Linked DNA regions of Mus musculus: region 2 is linked to region 1. A link is a contact called in public HiChIP or PLAC-seq data. All regions are on one chromosome and are shown on one strand. The core of a region is the stretch at or near the end of the contact, and the rest is flanking DNA. Distances in the headings are between cores, read along the strand shown. Region 1 holds the start of Adm (adrenomedullin). Region 2 overlaps Sbf2 (SET binding factor 2).

What was found. HiChIP or PLAC-seq counts read pairs in DNA pulled down with a chosen protein or histone mark.
Region 2: an H3K27ac HiChIP or PLAC-seq map of microglia shows a contact between it and region 1, with 7 times the contacts expected there. The contact joins the enhancer-like site here to the promoter of Adm in region 1. A contact is called at or near these places in 21 of 39 promoter capture datasets (the 3T3-L1 cell line, 3T3-L1-derived adipocytes, the C10 cell line and 14 more), 2 of 15 datasets of contacts at CTCF or cohesin (embryonic stem cells and large pre-B cells), 23 of 484 Hi-C or Micro-C datasets (the HL-1 cell line, adipose-derived mesenchymal stem cells, arterial endothelial cells and 7 more), 20 of 115 datasets of contacts at active chromatin or transcription factors (the NIH/3T3 cell line, Th17 cells, bone marrow-derived macrophages and 10 more) and 5 of 9 other capture datasets (adipose tissue, embryonic stem cells, liver and 2 more).

Annotation. Positions count from the first base shown.
Region 1 is chr7:110,624,870-110,629,682 of GRCm38.p6, forward strand. It overlaps Adm (adrenomedullin), which reads left to right and starts at 2,788. Exons shown (of 4, transcript NM_009627.2): 1 at 2,788-2,952; 2 at 3,388-3,507; 3 at 3,656-3,805; 4 at 3,993-4,813. The coding sequence starts at 3,410. The coding sequence ends at 4,299. It overlaps Gm28863 (a long non-coding RNA gene), which reads right to left. Exons shown (of 3, transcript XR_003946665.1): 2 at 1,866-3,546; 3 at 598-1,629.
Region 2 is chr7:110,376,558-110,381,312 of GRCm38.p6, forward strand. It overlaps Sbf2 (SET binding factor 2), which reads right to left. Exons shown (of 41, transcript NM_177324.2): 18 at 1,407-1,577. Among named protein-coding and RNA genes, the nearest start is that of Gm32861, 91 kb to the left of the region's middle. Within about 2 kb of position 2,979, at least 17 of the 459 cell types and tissues checked have an H3K27ac peak or open chromatin away from gene starts, as enhancers often do. A contact at or near this core is called in adipose tissue, bone marrow-derived macrophages and microglia, where this site is marked.

The sequences.
Region 1 (4,813 bases), core at 1,538-4,037:
ACCCCTGATGCCTTGTTTCTAGACCTTGAACCCAAAATTTGTTCTAGTGATCTCCTTTCCTCCTGCCCTGGTGATTAAGCAAGGCCACTCATTTTCACAGGAAGGGTGAAGTACATACCCAGACATGGTGAATTCCTCATCTATTTCTTGCTTACGCCCTTTAGCACTTTGGGGAGCACATTGGCAGAGGTTCCCCACCCACGCAAACCACAATCATATACACGCTTTCTAAGATTTTTCTAACAAAGTTCTCCGAGTTGCCAGTCTGAGAGCTCACCTAAAAAAAGAATTGGCTTGGTTCTCAGGCAACAATCTCTTAAGTGCCACCACGGCAAAGAGCACCCAGTCTGATAAGGCGCATGCCAAGGCGCTCAGGTGGGGATTCTTGGCACAGCGCCCTATACTGGCGCGCGCACACACAGGAGCTCGGTAGAGCCAAAGCCAGGGAGTCCCTCCTTCCGCCTTTGGGTTCTGTTTGCTTCCTTGTTGAAGCCACCTATGGCTTAAAAAGAATTTTGAGGGGTTTGGGGTATAGCTCAGTTGATTAGAGGTGGAACAGAAAGATCAAAAGTTCAAGGTCATCTTCTAGCCAGTTAGTTTTAGGCCAGCCTGGCTACAGGGGACCCTATCCTAATAATAATAATAATAATAATAATAATAATAAAGTGTCGGCTAAGAACATATTTGGCGATCGTGTCCCAAGCCAGAGCTAACCTCAGGTCACTGAGTTTCCTCAAAGAGGAAGCGAGGAGGCAACGAGGTCCAGCCCAGGCGGCAGGATTTTCTTCAGACAGACCTCCCCACCCCCAAGGCTGGTAGAGACTAGAGCCAAGGAGTCCAGCTCAGGAGACTTGCCCTGTCTGCAGGCCAATGCTGGGCTGCCCTTGACTTGGACAGACTGGGCCAGGGAAATGAAAGTAAAACCTGATGTGACCCCGGCCACAAGTTGGCAACAGGTATGTTGCATCTTCAAAGAGACTGACAGCTGCGCGGTATCAACAGACAATCCGGGGATGAAATGAAAGGAAGGGTACAGAACGGGACAGAAGCGAGAAAAAGTTCTAGGGTCAAGTTCTAGGGTTCTGTGCTACATGTGCTGCTTGGTGCAGACAGGCTAGCCACTGGCCAGGGCTGCTGCGGTGACTGTCCCACGGCCCAGAAGGCCCTAAGGCGGGCCAGTTCGCCTAGCTGCAGCCCTTTCAACATCCGTGTCCCAAGCCCCTACCAGAAGCAGAACCTGGGAATCTGTCCCCTGCCCAAGGGGGAACTCCGTTTTGCAGTTTTAGGAGGATAAGTAATCTCGGCGCGGCCATTTCTCCCCCAGGTGCAATGTCCATGGTTGTCTGGAGGGTGACAAACGGGCTGAACCAGCAGTGCTTAGCATAGTCTGCGCTGTGAGCAAGGTCCGCGGGACAGGAATGCCTAGTCGGTTTTGCTCTTGGTCTAACACTTAGAGGCAGATAAGGTAGGACACTGGGAGATCTGCCGGGGTCGCCAGGAAGAGGACATGAGTTGTCTGTGTCCACATCACCAGGGCTGGGGGCTAGGAGCTGTCGTAGGTCATGTCTTTAGCTTCGGGACCTTCCGGGAGACCTGCATGCGGAGCTACGCCTGTCGCCCAGTTTGGCCCTAGAAGGGAAGAAAGTGAACTCACGGATCTGTGAAGAGCACCAGCCCGTGGCAAACGTGTTCGAACTGATTCATCGTGAATTAGCACATATCTCTGGGCTAGGCGGGGGCCGGCATTCTCCCCCCACCTGATGAGAATGGTGACCCCAGCCAGAAAACCGAGCCGCTGTGCCCCAGTCTTTTGAGTCCAGACTCTACAGCTTCCCACCTTTAGTGTGACTGGGCAATAGACTTACCCTTTCGGCACTTCACTTTAATTCAAGAGAACACCAGCTCGGGAGTGTAGAGATCAAAAGCGATTGGGATCTGGCTGGGATTTGTCAACTGTAAAGTGATTAACATATGTGAGGCATTAGTGTGCTCCCAGTCAGTCAATCCTCACGTTTATGATGGATGAATGAAGGCAGTCAGGTCAACTCGCAGGTCATAGCCTTATAAGGGATAATAGTATCACAAGGAAGAAAACAAAACTATCTCTCTTCCTAATTTTGGCTATTCCTGTATTTCCAAATAGGAATGTGAGTTCTGAATTTTCAGATAACTACCCTCTCCAAACCCCAATTTCCAATTCAGCTGTTCCCAGTTCTGCCCTTATTACGAAATCCGTACTGGCTAGTCTATCGAGAAACCCCTCAGTCCCAGTCACTGGAGACTGAGCCTCTCCCTTCCAGGTGTACCCTGCGGGCACAGATGGGGGTCGAGGCTCAGTCAGGTGCTAAGCCGGCAGGGGGCGCGGTCCATTTGAGGTCACAGCTCCCCAAGTCCGGGGTTTTGGTTATCCATGTGTCCCACCCGTCTCCCGGTTCTTGCAGCACTGTCCAGGAAGCTCAGATCAGCACTCTGGGTTGTACACATTATGGGCAAAGGATTCACCCCACCCGAGTTGTTCTGGTTCCCCTTCCCTTCTCACTGTTTGAACTCTATGCTGGGAAATTAGGGCAAGGGAAGTCCTGCTCCAGTCTAATCTCTCAGAGCGGATCTCTGAGATGTCTAGCCACAGGGGACCTCTTACCCCTACCCCCCATACCCACAGGCAAGCTGCAGGGCAGGTCTGGTTTTAGAAGCAAGCACGCTGGAGAGGGAGGACTCCAGGGCAAATCTGACCACGCCCACCGTCCGCCCCTGAGCGCTTATAAGACGCTGGAGCTGGTGCTCACTAGTCAGTGGTTTCTTGGTGACACTAGACAGAGCAACTCCAGCGTTACCGCTCCCGCTCCTGGTTTCTCGGCTTCTCATCGCAGTCAATCTTGGACTTTGGGGTTTTGCTACTGTCAGAAGGACTTCTTTCTGCTTCAAGTGCTTGACAACGCACCCCTTTATCAGGTAGGAACCGCTGGCCTCCAGCATGTTAGGGAGGGGGACGGCTTTGCCAAAGCCCCAAAACTTGCAGAGCTGGACAAGGGGGAACAACCCACTTTAGGGTATCCAATGTAGAGAACACCTCATTGCCCAGGTCTAGCTCATGCGCACAGCTGGAGCTCTCTTGAGATCCCCCCTCCTCCTTGGGCTGAGATCCTGGGACTTTAGTTGGAAACCTCTGGAAGCCTGGCACTTCTCAATGGCTTCCTTTGCCTTGCTTGTCACCCACCCGGCCAGCGCAAAAATCTCCGGTGTTTCTCTGCGCCAGTGGGGGAGATAAGCAGCTGAGCCAGGAAGAGCGCTGCCAAGCGGCTCCCCGTCCTGCCGCCACCCTTCGCGTGCTGACGGGATCGTGCTGCTGGCCCGGTTGCTCACACTCGGTGTCTTGTTCCTTTCCAGGGTATCAGAGCATCGCCACAGAATGAAGCTGGTTTCCATCACCCTGATGTTATTGGGTTCACTCGCTTTCCTAGGCGCGGACACTGCAGGGCCAGATACTCCTTCGCAGTTCCGAAAGAAGTGAGTTTGGGCCGTGCTTTCTTTCTTCACTTTGAATACCTGGCAATGAGAGAAAACTGAGAGATGGTCTGGAGGTGTTACAAAGGGAGTGGAGCTGGCTGGGACATCACTTGAACTTAGGCCAAACGCATCTGCTTGTGTTTTCTAGGTGGAATAAGTGGGCGCTAAGTCGTGGGAAGAGGGAACTACAAGCATCCAGCAGCTACCCTACGGGACTCGCTGATGAGACGACAGTTCCTACCCAGACTCTTGATCCATTCCTGGACGAGCAGAACACAACTGGCCCCCTACAAGCCAGGTAACTATGCTCTCTGCAGAGGATGTGCCCTCTCCACTACTCTGACCCTGGGGATTGTCCTGGCTGCACTGCAGCTGAGGCTCCGGCGGAGGGAACGGGTTCCAGGTCCCTCGGGTACTGCATGGCTCCGGTCCCAGGTGGTTGGGACCAAAGCCCCGGTTGATGAGGTGTCCTTCCTTCTTCACAGCAATCAGAGCGAAGCCCACATTCGTGTCAAACGCTACCGCCAGAGCATGAACCAGGGTTCCCGCAGCAATGGATGCCGCTTCGGGACCTGCACATTTCAGAAATTGGCCCACCAGATCTACCAGCTAACAGACAAAGACAAGGACGGCATGGCTCCCAGAAACAAGATCAGCCCTCAAGGCTATGGCCGCCGGCGCCGGCGTTCCCTGCTGGAGGTCCTCCGGTCCCGGACTGTGGAGTCCTCCCAGGAGCAGACACACACAGCCCCAGGCCCCTGGGCGCACATCTCCAGACTCTTTAGGATATAGGTGCGGGTGACAGCATTGAACAGTCGGGCGAGTATCCCGTTGGCGCCTGCGGAATCAGAGAACTTCGCACCGGGGCGGACTGAGACAATCCTGCAGAGATCTGCCTGGCTGCCCCTAGGGGAGGCAGAGGAACCCAAGACCAAGCCAGGCTCATGCCAGAAACCGAGACTTACAGGCTGATACTCTCCGGGCAGGGGTCTGAGCCACTGCCTTGCCCGCTCATAAACTGGTTTCTCACGGGGCATAAGCCTCATTACTACTTGAACTTTCCAAAACCTAGCGAGGAACGTGCAATGCTTGTTGTCCAGCCAAAGGTAACTATAGTATTTAAGTTTGTTGCTGTCAAGGTTTTTTTTTTTGTAACTTCAAATATATAGAGATATTTTTGTACGTTATATATTGTATTAAGGGCATTTTAAAGTGATTATATTGTCACCTTCCCCTATTTTAAGACGTGAATGTCTCAGCAAGGTGTAAGGTTGTTTGGTTCCGTGTGTGTGTGTGTGTGTGTGTG
Region 2 (4,755 bases), core at 1,729-4,228, 250 kb before region 1:
TGAGAAGAGAGAAGAGATAATTGTTAATAGCAACACACATATGCATAAGTATTTTATCTAGCCATGGAGCTCTAAAACATATTGTATCTAACCCAGGGCTCAGAGATGGGGATACAGCAGCTGTGACACACTTGCTGTATGAATGCTTTGCAGATATATCAATGCCAGCAATCACAGCTGGTTAGAACTCAGCAAAGGCCCAGTAACAGTCTGAGTGAGGCCCCAGTCCAACAGTCTCTGCATCAGTTACAAGTTATACCTTAAGTGGTACATTTAGTGTTACAACAACAACAACAACAACAACAACAACAACAGCAACAACAACTCTGAATATTAATTAAATTTGAGCAATAATGATCAAATGTGTCAATGTTATTTGCTATCAAAATTTTTATTTTTCTCCTTAATAAGAAACCAGAATATGTTTAAGATGATGCAGTTATGACTATGTAGCTTTCCTCAGATGCCTAGGATAATCCACACTTTAGAAATAAGTTCAAGAAGAAGATGATGGACAGAATCTGCAGTGATGAACTCCCCAAAATCAGCAGTTCACTCTCAAGTGAGTCAACACTGAGTCTTTTAGGTTGCTTTAAGTTCACTTCATGAGAATGATTTTAATACTTACTACTTAATATTGCCAAGAACTCTTTATAAGCCTTATACATATCAGATAGGAAAATCTTTTTTTTTTATTTATTTATTAGGTATTTGGAAAATCTTACAGTAATGACATCTACATATTTTACAAATGAGGAAATGGGGTAATGTGACTAGTTAGTCTAAGAACAGAGAGCTAGTCAATGGCATTTAAGATTTAGAGTATTTTAATTTTAATTTTCTTGATATTTAAATGCATGTATACAAAGCAATGCTGCATATATATTATATACAGCATACAGAATAATCCTAAAGGAGGACTTACATTATTGCTGATGCGTTTCTGAACAGGACTACTGAACTTTACATTTATCTTCATAGTCAGCTGACCTCACTTTTCTTTTTTTTCTTTCTTCTAATGCTGGGAACTGAACTCAGGGCCTTGTGCATGGTAGGTAAAACCAATCTAATCTGAGCTAAAGTTGGCATTTCTTCAAGGAAGTAAGCAGTTAGAGACTTATACCTGGAATTATTTTAGGTATGTCTTTTTTCTATTCAACTTTCTCCAATTGTTTACAAGAATTTCTCATTAACATTTAACAATTCTAGTGCTAAAGAACTTTAGTATGAGTCATTATGGAAAAATATAGTGCCAGAATCAAAGGAAGAAAGATGCTCACCATGGGCTGCCCGCCCTAACACTCAGTAATCAAGTGGGTAGAATCCCTTTGGCCTCGGAACATCTGCCTGAGCTTCCTTCAAGTCAATCCTAAGCACACACGTGTACTGTTCAGTTCTTCTCTTACCTTCTGCTTCAGATGTGGGATATGATTGTCGTCCTTTGCTGAGAGATACAGGGAGCGAACCTGCTCCTGTACTGCATTGTAAAAAGTTGTCTCCCAAAACTGCTGATTTGTCCAAATGGGGTGGTCCTGTACACAGGTGTAGGCAAACTGGCTGACTCCAGGGGCAAGTTTCTACGAGAGCACGTAATATTTATCAGTACAATGATGGCAGATTACAACAGTTCAGAAGGTCACAGGTGCTACAGTTAATTGCAGAGGTGATAAAAGATTTATTTAAAGGCTTGGTAATCAGCACTGTATTCATGTTCAACTGCAGTCTCTGTATTACATTCTTTCAAGTTTTAGTTACTTTCCCTACCCAAATGAGCATTTTAACAGTGGTTATAATATTAATTGTAGAATTAATATAGTTCTATGACTTATAGAATATACCAGAAATATGTACTACTCTGGTGTGAACAAGGTGGTGTACAGTTATAACTGGAATGCATGCTAAAACCCAATATAATCTAAACATAAAATTCTAATAATATGTCCAGGCAGTGGTGGCGCACGCCTTTAATCCCAGCACTTGGGAGGCAGAGGCAGGTGGATTTCTGAGTTCAAGGCCAGCCTGGTCTACAGAGTGAGTTCCAGGACAGCCAGTGCTATACAGGGAAACCTTGTCTTGAAAAATCAAAAATAAATAAATAAAATAAAAATTCTAATAATACAAAATTTCTCTTATTTGATTTATATTTTTTACATTTGTTTTGTCTATGTACGTATTTGTGTGTGCGTGCACCATGCATATGCATGCTATAGCCTGTGTTCAGAAACCAGAGGACAACCTACAGAATAGGTTCTCTCCTTCTATCATGTGGATTCTGAGGATCAAATTTAAGTTTTCAGGCTTGCTGGCAAACATCTTTATTGATCCATCTTACTGGTGTGAGAATTTTAATTAATTTTTCGGACAGGGTCTTCCTATCGTGCCCAGGTTAACCCAGAATCTTCTTGCCTTAGCCTTATGAGTACTGAGATTAGACATGCGCACAACTATTTCTGGCTAGGGGGTATAATTCGCCACCTCTTAGCAAATACTGGCTAACATTACAGAAAAGAGAAAAAAAATGTGGTCCATTTAACCTTCTGTAATTGAATTAATCTGTTTTTGTGTGTGTGTGTGTGATTAGAAGTACAGTTTCTGATAAGTTTTCTTTTTAAGCAATTTAGTAAGCTGAGTTATGTTCTGAAATGTTCAATACTAAAGATTATTACTGTTAAGGTTTTACATATATAATTATGCAGAAAAAGTTCATTTTTAGGGCTGTGTTCTAGGTAAGCTAGCAGTAGGATGCTATGCTTGATGCAATTTCCCTCTTGATCTAGGGCATACCAACCCTAAAGCTGGAGCAAGCACCAGTATACCGTGAAATTCAGCCTTACACACTTACAAGCAGCATGACTGTGATTTTGCCTGCAAGAATCTCTGTGTTGTGAACTGCCTCGGGGGTGACTAGCTATCACTACAGGCCCTTCTCTAAGGTGGCTATAAATAGACGCTGGCCATGAGGCAGAAAAAGGGGAAGGTCACGTTTGGTTTTCACGATGCCTCATTTGCTCCCTTCAGATGCTGTCTTCCATAGGAAGTGATGGACACAATGTGTGTGGTTCAGCTAGCTGTGTCAGCCGGAACAACACTGAATCACGGGGTTTTTCTATTCTTTGCCTATAGCTATCCAATGACTGGATTATATATTATCTCCTCCATATTTTAGATCTTTATTTCAGTAACAGCTCAGAGTCCTATGCAGAGTGAGAATGTTTATTCCCGGGTTATTTTTATACCACTGCAGCTTGCTCATCATACTTACTTGTTACTCCCTGTCCCTTCCTCTCCCCAAATGGCCCCCCTCGGCTTCCATATATAAATATATGATCGTTTTAGATTTTGTATGGGTGAAAACATGCTATATGTGTCTGAAAGAGATTGTAAAAGCATAAAATTCAAATAAGATGAAGCATAATTCTGAGCTGGGTGTAATGGTGCACGCCTTTAATTTCAGCATTTGGGAGGCAGAGGCAGGTGGATTTCTGAGTTCAGTCAGCTTGGTCTACAGAGTGAACTTCAGGACAGCCAGGGATATGTAGAGATACCCTGCCTTACTCCCTCCCCCCAAAACAGAATATAAGTTGCTTTTCCCTTGAGTATAACCCAAGGTAGAGCCATTTCTTACAAATGTAGCACAATGTAAGCCACAGCAGCTATAAATGGTCTAGAGTCTTAACATGATATTAATAGAGATGAGTTAAAAACCCGAGCTGTCTTTGTCAGTCTCTTAGAGAGGCTAGGGAGGTTCTTCCTGACTATGACAGTGTAAAGAAGCCTTGCCTTTCCCCTTAAGCACTACGCTCAGTCATGCTACATAGTTCTTTTCCTGATCACATATCCACTGGAATAATTTCTCTGTTTATTTGTAAACTAAATAAATATGTAAAACTTTAAAAAATCTTTGTAACAAAATGACATTATATATTCAAAGGCAGAAGAATGGTGCAAAGCAGAATGAAAAGGGCCAGAGGAAGAGCCAGAGCCTGTTCACTAGTGACAACTACGGCATTCTTAAGGGAAGGTTTGTGGTGACAAGATAGTCAACATATAGCTGTAGCAGCCGATTAAGCTATACATTAAGAAATCATTAATTCAGTGGGATGGCACATGATTTTAATCCCAGCACTCAGGAGGCAGAGACAGGAAGATCTCTGTGAGTTTGAGGCCGGTCTGGTCTATATAGCGAATTCCAGGACAGTTAGTACTGTTGCATGGAGAAACCCTGTCTTGAAAAACAAACAAGCAAACAAAAACTACTAATTCCCAAGTACTTAACATATTACATTTTCTGAGCATGAAATACACCTTTTTTTCTTGGTGATTTCATGCTATGTTCAATTGTGAGGAGGGGTATGTGTCTTTGTTGGTTTGGACACTTCGTTGATGGACAGGCATGTTCACAGAACCAGCAGAGGGCAGTGGGACCTTTTCTGCCTACATATTGTTATTGCTTCAACTAGCGACTATAAAAGAACTTGGCAGAAATTGGGTAGAAGGAATACTGGATGCTTTCATTGTCCATCTGAGACTCAGTGAGAACATATTTGTCCAAGTAACATAGAAATGATGTGGACCGACTGACCGACCCACCTACCTACCTAGCTATCAACTAAACAACAGGGTCTCAGATGTTCTAGAATTTACTATAACCTTGCCAGGCAGGCTTCAAACTCACGAGCCTCCTGCTTCACATAAAGGTGTGTCACAGGCGGAGGTCTGCTCTATCACAACTGACTATGCTTCCCTTGAGACACA